Linked DNA regions of Oryctolagus cuniculus: region 1 is linked to region 2. Evidence: chromatin contacts called from public Hi-C data. All regions are on one chromosome and are shown on one strand. Each heading gives the region's core, a stretch centred on a gene start, on an enhancer-like site or on the middle of the called end of the contact. The rest is flanking DNA. Distances are from core to core; before and after follow the strand shown.

Region 1 (4,850 bases), core at 1,022-3,521, 250 kb before region 2:
AGAACTGATATTTAACTTTGGAGGTATTTTACATGATTTATAAATTTTTAAAATACACATTTATATTAATAAAAGCTTTGGAAATTTTGGACTGCTTTAATTCTTCAATTTTATCAAAATGTCTTGTAAAGTTTTTTTTTAAGAATTATTTATTTATTTGAAAGTCAGAGTTATAGAGAAGAGGGAGAGACAAGAGTAATCTTCCATCTGCTGTTTCACTCCCCAGATGGCCGCAATGGCTGGGGCATGGTGGTGGGGGTGGGGGGCTGGGTAGGGAGTGGAGGGTGTTGGGGGTTGGGGTGTGCCCAAGCAGTGGCCATCTTCTGCTGCTTTTTCCAAGCCATTAGTGGGGAGCTGAATCATAAGTGGAACAGCCAGGACACAAACCAGCGTCCATACAGGCAGCGGGTTCACTCACTACACCACAATGCTGGTCCCTCTTGTAAAATTTTAAAGCTGTTGTTTTTATCTGTGGAGCAATCAATATAAATCTTCAAGTTTTTTTTTTTTTTTTAATATTTAGAATAGTGTATTTGCTCATTTGCTATTTAGTTTATCCAAATATTTTCCAATAGAACTGTGAAAGACAACTAGATCTCAGTGGGGAAAAAACTGACATAGGCAATAATACAAACTAAGAAGCACTTTAGCAAATATAACTGTCTCATGAACCAGATTCTCTCATTGTTTTTGAATATGAAAACTAAGTTAAGCTGAAAAATCTTGGGAGAAATTAGCTCACCAAAAGTGCTATTGTAAGTTTGTAATGAACAAAACCATACACCCAAAAAGACTTCAGGATTATACCAAATACAATTAGAAATGTTCTAACTTCTGATTTCTTTACAAGACCAAACTCTCCTCATGAAAAGGAAGAAGCAACTGAGGAAACCGGGAAGAAGCGGAAGTGTGATAGGTCAGGAGTGATCATGTCACTGAGTTGAATGGGCCTGATGCCCACTTCCGTTCCTCTCACAATGGGCTGCTTCACATTTCAAATCCCAACAGTATTTCCTCCCTACTACTTGACCAAAGTTAGCTTCTCCCAACTCTCATGACATCATCCTATTTATTTCCTTTACAGTACTTACTAGTCTGTCCAGCTATGTCTTACGGCTAGAACACGTGCTCCATAAATCACTCTGTAGCCTACCGCCTGAAACCACCGGATATGTACTGCTTAACGGAATCGCTGCCTTCAGGCAGTAGACTCGGCTACAGAGAAAAGAACACATCTGTTGTAGTTTAAAGGAGGCCATCTATGTTGGCCCTCCAGAAGGCATAGACTGAGTCATGTACTAAAAAGTTACTGCATTCAGACTGAGAAAATTTGTCTTTAACATGAATGAAAGCACTCAAGAGTTGTATTCAAAAACAAAGGCCTGCGCCGAGGCTAATTAGGCTAATCCTCCGCCTTGTGGCACCGGCACACAGGTTCTAGTCCCGGTCCGGGTGCGGGATTCTGTCCCGGTTGCTACTCTTCCAGGCCAGCTCTCTGCTGGGGCCTGGGAAGGCAGTGGAGGATGGTCCAAGTGCTTGGGCCCTGCACCCCATGGGAGACCAAGAGAAGCACCTGGCTTCTGGCTTCGGATCAGCGCTGTGCGCCAGCCGCGGCGCGCCGGCCGCAGTGCGCCAGCCGTGGCGGCCATTGGAGCGTGAACCAACGGCAAAAGGAAGACCTTTCTGTCTCTCTCTCTCACTATCCACTCTGTCAAAAAAAAAAAAAAAAAAAAAAAAAAAAAAAGTTGTATTCAGTGACGGGCGTGGCACAGTGGCTTACAACACCCACATCCCACTTGGAGTGCCAGTTCCGATCCTAGCTCCTCTGCTTTCCATCCAGCTTCCTGCCAATGGGCAGAAAATGGCCCAGTCTTGGCAGAAAAACATGTTACAAGAAAACAAGTTGAAGCGGTCACACATACCCCTTCCCAGGAAAGGCCCTTCTTTGGGAAGGCCCCTATCATAGGAAGGGGTTAAGAATGTTCCTCTGTGGGCTCTTAGGCCAGTGTATCCTAGAGCCAACCGCCAAACTAGAGGTCTCTCTGATTCTAGGTTAGCACGCACCACACCGAGGCAGGGAGATGGAATGGGACCCGGCCACCGTGCGATGACACAAGCTATCCGTGAGTCCAGTGAACTAGGATCAAACTACTCGGTCTGTAGACGCTTTTTCATCATGATAAAGTGTCACAGGCCTGTCACCGCTATCCCAACCTCCGCTCGCGCCGAGACAAAGAATTACCAAGAAATCCGCCAGGGGGCAGTGGAGCGCTACTGAGGAGCTTCCGGTCTGACAGGTCAGAGGGTCCCCCACCCCCGCCTGTGCCCTGAAGGACCCGATGAATGAAGCTGAAAATAGCTCTACAGCTTCGAACCCCGTGGCTCCTAGCTCCAGGGTCTGGAGTCTCGCCTGAGTCCCGCGTTCGGTGGCGCCATCCCCCCTCCCAGCTTCCCCGCCGCTCCTTGGGTGCCTCGTGGGGACGCGGGCGACTATGTGGCTCCGCGCTCGCTGAGCCAAGAAGCGTGTCCTCGGATTTGAGAAAAAGAAACCCAACGAGGCGCTTTTAGTTCTCACCCCGCCATCCCAAGGTTCCTCTGAATGCGGGAAGGAACTCGCTACCTACAAGTTCCACCGACGCCTACTCAGGTATCGCTTTCTACGAGGACGGGGGACACTATCCCGGCGTGCTCTCGCCGACGCTGCGGGCTGGAGCCGCTCTGGCCGGCGCCCTGCGTCTCTATGGTGCGGGCCCGGGGGGGGGGGGGCGGAGGAGAGGGGCGTGGCTGCTGCTGGCGGTGCGGCTCGCTCCAGTCGTAAGAAGCGAGGGTGGGTACGGCTGCGTTCCGCCCGGGGGTGGGGCGGGCGGAGAGTGGACGCGGCCCGTGGCCTCCGGGGGCAGGCCGGAGGCTGGGACCACGGGAGTCTGAAGTCTGGAAGGTCCGCGTTGCGGGTGGGGATGGTGTCCTCCGGGAACCGGAGCAAGTGGGATGTGCGTGGCCTGTGGGCCGGCAGCGTCCGCTTTGCCGGGGGCTGCGCGTCGCCTCGAAACCGCCTTCCAGGTCCCCTAGATTCCCAGCCCCCTCCTAGGCTCCGCGGTGCCGGCGTTTCCCTGGCCCCGGGGCCGGGGTCCGGCGTCGGCCGCAGGACCCATTGCTGTCCTCGACAGGTGTAAGAACCCCGTCGCGCCCCGGATCTGTAGAGGTCTCAGTGCTGTGCTGCGTTACGTGGGCCCTTCCCTCAAGACAGGAGCGCTTTCTGCCCCGCTTTTTAAAAGCTGACACTTTAAAGCTATCGCATCGTCTCAGAAACATGTTGCGATTCAGGACTGTATATGTTTTATTCGTGAGGGTCATAGGAACTAAACATTTTGTGTGCGGAGAGCTGATGGCTGTGAAAAGTTTCAGGGAAGGTGAGCAAGATTGGCGTCTCCTTCCCCTGCCAGTTGGCTGCGTTACACTTGGCGTCTTGGCATTAAGAAATTAAACAGAGGAAGTTTCACCACAACTGCAGTTCGGCAAACAGGACTTATTTGTAAAGCAGCGTAAAGGCAGGTTGTGGACTTCGGACTGCTTTTACCGCAGACATTCTGTCACTAGTGAGATTTGTGGGGAGGGGGCAATGCTGAAGCAGAAAATGACGTCTGCCTTGGGAATCTGTTAACTCTTATTTGTTTTGGCAGAAACAAGGTCTAAGAGATTATTACCAACTAATTCGTGATAGCGTGTAATTAGAGACTAGGTAATTATGTGTATGTAGAGTTAAGGAACGGAGGGATTGCTTCTGTGTACACTCTGAAAGCCAAATAATTGAAGGCAGTTGCTTTAATGGGGACAGGGTTTGACACGCTTTGCCTAGTGCAGAAAGTAGCTCCTGCATGTGATTGAGAAAAATGTATGATGTGGGTGACTAAGTCAGGAAACTGCAGAATACTAGCTTCAGTTTGTAGGCTGAGGGGTGCTTATGTGCTTACCCTTTATATTAGTATAATGAATTATTAAACACCTAGCACATTTTAGATGTTACTCATGGCACATTTAAAAGAAAATTATAATCATTGGTCTTAAGGAACTTCTCCAACAAGAGTATGTAAAATACACATACAACTGAGGAGTTTACGAGACTGAGGAGTCCATTTTATTTGTAGGAGGAGGAACAAGAAATAGAAAAGGAAGAAAACAGTTTAAGAAGAAAGATGAGTACTAGAAATGGATACACTTCAGTGTCCTGGTCAGACAATAAATAGTAGAGGAAGTTTACTTGTTAGATTTCTTTCTCTCTCTTTTTTAATGTATATATTTGAAAGGCAGAGTTAGAGAGAAGAGGCAGAAAGGAATCTTCCATCTGCTGGATCATGCCTCAATGGCCACAGAGGGTGGATCTGGGCCAGGCAGAAGCTAGGAGCCTGGAGCTTCTCCTGGGTCTCCTGTGTGGGTGTAAGGGCCCAAGCATTTGGGCCATCTTCACTGCATTCCCAGGGATGCTGGCATTGCAGGCCGAGGCTTAACCTGCTGTGCCACAGCGCCGCCACTAGATTTCTCTCTCTTACATTCAATATCTTACTACATATCTACACCAATAATTGGAGTGGCATAGATGCCAGGAATCTGTATCCTTAGAATCACTGTTAAAATAGTGCTGTTCTAAGTATCTACTGCTTCATAACAAATTACGCCAAAACTAAGAGGCTTAAAAATAAGTAGCTGTTATTTCATTTTTTCCTGTGGGTCAGGGCTTTGGAAAAGGCTTAGCTGGTCGGGGTCTCATGAAGTTGCAGTCCAGATGTTGGCAAGGGCTGTGAGCATCTCAGCCTGACTGGGACTAGAGGCTCTGCTTCCAAGTCCATTCCTGT
Region 2 (4,811 bases), core at 470-2,969:
TGCATAGAGAGAGGCCTGGGAGAATTCAGACTGAACGAATGGGTGGCAGTGGGGTAGGGAGTAGGTGGTGCAGAACCGGGGAGCAGTGAAAGGGGGTGTAGGAGAGGTCGGCAGTCATTCCTCACTATCTTCCCTTCTTTCTTTTACAGCAGTTATCCCCGGCCTCGATCCACACCCAAGTCACCAAGGACTATTTTAAAAATGCAGACACCCAGGCCCCCACCCCCAAGGAGTTTGATTTAAAGTGACACAAATAACTGTATCTTTCGTTTGTAAAAGTACCACATTGGGCCGGCGCCGCGGCTCAATAGGCTAATCCTCCGCCTGTGGCACCGGCACCCCAGGTTCTAGTCCTGGTTGGGGCACCAGATTCTGTCCCGTTTGCTCCTCTTCCAGTCCAGCTCTCTGCTGTGGCCCGAGAGTGCAGTGGAGGATGCCCTGCACCTGGCTCCTGGCTTCGGATCAGCGCAGCACGCTGGCCATTGGGGGGTGAACCAATGGTAAAGGAAGACCTTTCTCTCTCTCTCACTGTCCACTCTGCCTGTCCAAAAAAAAAAAAAAAAAAGTACTACATTCACTTGTAACAAGTGAATCTTCATACCATATTTTTCAAGTAATACGGCTAATCTAAATTGGGTTTGAAATCTTGATTGCATTTAACTTGGCCAAATTTTCTTTTTCTCATGCTTGTAAACAAGCTATAAGGAAAATGAACTTTAAATAGAATTTTAGGTATACGCATTTAGCTTCACAGTTAAGAAACTTGCATCCTGTATCAGAGTGCACCACCTCTGACTCCACCTTCCACCCATAGAGTCTCTAGGAGACAGTAGTAATGACTCAAGAAATTGGATTCCTGCCACCCATATGAAAGATGTGGATGGAGTTCCCAGCTTTGGTCTGGCCCAGCTCGGGTTGCTGTGGGCATTTGGGAAGTGAACCAGCACATGGGAGTGCCCTCTCTTTCTATTTGCCTCTCTCTCTCTCTCTCTGCTTTTCAAATAAATAAATTTTTTAAATGACTGGGGTTTTATATTTTTACATTCTTCAGTATCGTTAATGTAAAATTTTAATTTATATTTACTTATAATAAAATAATCTATGTCCCAACCAGAGAATTTCATTCCTTTAAAAGTTACCATATATGACCCAAGTTTGGGAAACTGTTTTTGAGGGAGATTCCTCCACATTAAACAACCAAATGGGATCTTGGAGTAAGTACTACCTTAGGGTCGTGCAAGGGTAGGGTTGTGACATTCCTACTCAATGCTCCAGTGCCCTTGAGCAAGCCCCTCCCCTTTCTCAGGCTCTTTCCTAGCAGGTTAGAGTGTTGGATGCTGATGTGCACAACACATTTCTACCCTGGCCTTCTGGGAGTTGGAGTTTTAAAAAGTGGGATGAATTCCAAAATGTTTGTGGAAGAAAAATCCAGAAGTCCAGGTGTCACATTGCCCTCTTCTGGACCTTTGCGGCATCCACATTATCAAACACACACACGTAACCATGCTGAAAAACAAATTTGGCCAAGTTAAATGCAATCAAGATTTCAAACTCAATTTAGATTAGCAGTATTACTTGAAAAATATGGTATGTAGATTCACTTGTTACAAGTGAATGTGGTACTTTTTTTTTTATTTTGGCAGCTCAGTGTTCTATTCCCTTCACAAACAATTTACAGAATTGGATTTGAACGTACTCCAACAGAAGCGGTAGAAGACAACTGGGATGGCAATGAGTTTTAAAGAAGTAGGCGTTGATGTGGAAGACTGGACTCAGGAGAGTTTAACACTTTCATCTCCCTCTACTGCTTCAATATAAGAAATACTGTCAGCTGAGCCGGCGCCGTGGCTCAATAGGCTAATCCTCCACCTTGCGGCGCCGGCACACCGGGTTCGAGTCCCGGTTGGGGCGCCGGATTCTGTCCCGGTTGCCCCTCTTCCAGGCCAGCTCTCTGCTATGGCCAGGGAGTGCAGTGGAGGATGGCCCAGGTGCTTGGGCCCTGCACCCCATGGGAGACCAGGAAAAGCACCTGGCTCCTGGCTCCTGCCAGGATCAGCGCGGTGCGCCGGCTGCAGCGGCGGCCATTGGAGGGTGAACCAACGGCAAAAAGGAAGACCTTTCTCTCTCTGTCTCTCTCTCTGTCCACTCTGCCTGTCAAAAAAAAAAAAAAAAAAAAAAAAAAAAGAAATACTGTCAGCTGCCCTTAGTCAAGTGCAAATTCTGTATTTTTGTCTAACAAACTCTTTTAAGAGCCTCCCCCAGCCACTCTTCCAGCCAGGCATGGAATTTCTGTGTTCTGAAGGCACTCACTTATTCCCACAACGTTGTTTCTTTCCCTCTGTGCCCACGCCTTCCCGTCCTGTGAAGATGGCTCCTGTCTCATTTCCTTCTAAAAGCCTTCTCGGACTACTCCAGCCCACTGTCTCGCCTCCCTCTAGAACAAGGCACCAGAGCCCGGGATCCCACAATCTGGATGCTCTCTAATTCATCTGTGGGAGTGAAGCCTCCTTACAAGCTGTCCTTCCTCCACCCTCCCAGTGCCCCAGCCAGCCCTCCCAGCCACTGAGAACAGGACAGCTCAGACGCTGATGTAATCGTTTCCCCTGTCCGACACCTGGGTTCTCCTCGGAAGTTCCCGGTACTTTGGAGAGTAATCTCTCGTGTTTACTTTTTTTCCTCAAAGAAACTTTCTATTTAAGGAATACAAACTTCATGCACTTCACAAGTACAACTTCAGGAATAGAGTGATTCTTCCCACCACACCCGCCCTCCCACCCACACTCCCACCCTTCCTCCTCCTCCCTCTCCCATTCCCAGCCCCATTCTCTGCTAAGATCCATTTTCCATTAACTTTATACACAGAAGACCAACTCTATGCTAAGTAAAGAGTTCAACAATTTGCATACAAAAAACCGTTCCTCAACTGTTGAGACAAGGGCTGTTCAAAGTTATTACATCTTGAAGTTAATTTCACTTCATTTTCTTTTAAAATTAAATTAACTTTAAAGAAGCACCCAAGAATGATTAATCTTTTGCAAACACTTAGACATAACTGTAACTATGAGACATAAGAATATCCTCCACTTAATACATCAAATGAAATTAAGTCCTTGAGAATGAATTGCATTGTTAATTAAAAAAGCACCTAAGAAAACAAGCAATGGAGTGGAACACTTAGGCATAACTAAAACATATGAGACATAAGAATATCCTCTACTTAATACACTAAAACAAAATAAATCTTTAAGAACAACTTTTACTGTTAACTCTCATAATATAACTCTTTGAGAACAGAGGTCCTGCATGGGAAGTCAGCGCACAGTGACCCCTGTTGTTAATTTATATTGTGTTTACTTTTAAAGTCAAGAGAACCAAGCTTCTGGTTCTCTCCCCCAGATGTGTTCCTCTCAATTTCCTCTATCTTGGTAAATGGCAACGCATCCTTCCGGCTGAAGACAAAAACCTCAACTCCTCTTTTCATACCTCATGTTTAATCTGTCAGCAAATCCCAATGCTCTTCCTTCAAAATGTGTCCAGAACATACTCACTTTCCATCAGACAAGCCCCACCAGGTTAACAGGGAGTTATAGCTGCAGCCTCTGTAGGTGGTCTCAGAGCTTCTGTCCTGGCCTGCCTACTCGCTCACTGCTAACAGGGTCAGCTTCAAACCAAGCATCCAGAAAGATCCTTCTAAAAGCTGTCATGGCATGTCACTTCTCTACTGACCACCCTTTGACGGCTTCCCATCTCGCTTACCGGAAGTTAACACCCTAAAATGGCCCTGTGCAAAGTGGCTCACTTCCTGTCAGAGGCCATCTCCTCCAATGCCTCCTTACTCCCCACACTGGACAAGCCACGCATCTCCTCCTGATGCTTCCATGAAGACACCAAGTATGCGCCTAACTTCTGCAAACTCCTACTGACTCCTTAAAGCTCATTTCAGAGGCACATCTTTCAGGAATCTTTGCCAACCCCTCCACCATAAATCAGATAGAGTTCTCCTTTATATTTTCATCACCTCTGGCTGGCATTGTGACTTTTCTCCACCACTTCATAAAGTTATAATTTATATATAGGCTGTCTTTCTCATCAGATTGTAAACTTCTTAAGAGTAGGGATCATGTTAGACTTATGCAGACTATATTGCCAGGGGCTATTGTAATTAAGAAAGTATGTAAGAAGAGACAAATAAATCAATAGATCAGAATGGAGTCTAGAAATTAACTCAAATATATACAGTCTAGTTGATTTTCCATCAAGTCATCAAGTCAATTCAATGAAGAAAATTAAGTCTTCTTTAACAAATGGTGCTGAATCGAGTAGATATCTGTATGAATAAAAACTGAACCTCGATCTTTGTCTTACACCATACAAAAAATTAATTTGAGACAGATTATAGACTTAAACATAAAACTCGGGCTGCTATATTGGCATAGCAGGTAAAGTCACTGCCTGGTTTGCTGGCATACCATATGGGCGCTGGCTTGTGTCCTGGTGCTCCACTTCTGATCCAGCTCCCTGCTAGTGGCCTAGGAGAAGCAGTGAAAAATGGTCCAAGTGTTTGGGCTCCTGCCACCCAAGTGGGAGACCTGGATGAAGCTCCTAGTTCCTGGCTTCCACTTGGCCCAGTCCTGGCCATTGTGGCCATTTGGGGAGTGGACCAGCAGATGGAAGATCTCTGTTTCTCCTCTCTCTCTGTACTTCTGCTTTTAAAAAAGATTTATTTATTTATTTGAAAGTCAGAGTTACACAGAGAGAAGGAAAGGCAGAGAGAGAGAAGTCTTCCATCCACTGGTTCACTCCCCAATTGG

The links. A called contact is a pair of places that touch in the nucleus more often than the background predicts.
Region 1: a Hi-C map of an unstated tissue shows a contact between it and region 2, with 2.0 times the contacts expected there. The contact joins the promoter of TMEM267 here to the enhancer-like site in region 2. A contact is called at or near these places in 2 of 6 Hi-C or Micro-C datasets (ear pinna and an unstated tissue).

What each region holds. Positions count from the first base shown.
Region 1 is chr14:69,001,571-69,006,420 of mOryCun1.1, reverse strand. TMEM267 (transmembrane protein 267) reads left to right here and starts at 2,271. Exons shown (of 4, transcript XM_008262169.4): 1 at 2,271-2,647. C14H5orf34 (chromosome 14 C5orf34 homolog) reads left to right here. Exons shown (of 13, transcript XM_070056700.1): 13 at 2,053-2,115.
Region 2 is chr14:68,755,954-68,760,764 of mOryCun1.1, reverse strand. All of the region lies in intron 1 of NIM1K (NIM1 serine/threonine protein kinase), which reads right to left. The region is part of intron 3 of LOC138845189 (a long non-coding RNA gene); the gene reads left to right. Among named protein-coding and RNA genes, the nearest start is that of NIM1K, 36 kb to the right of the region's middle. Within about 2 kb of position 1,719, at least 1 of the 8 cell types and tissues checked has an H3K27ac peak or open chromatin away from gene starts, as enhancers often do.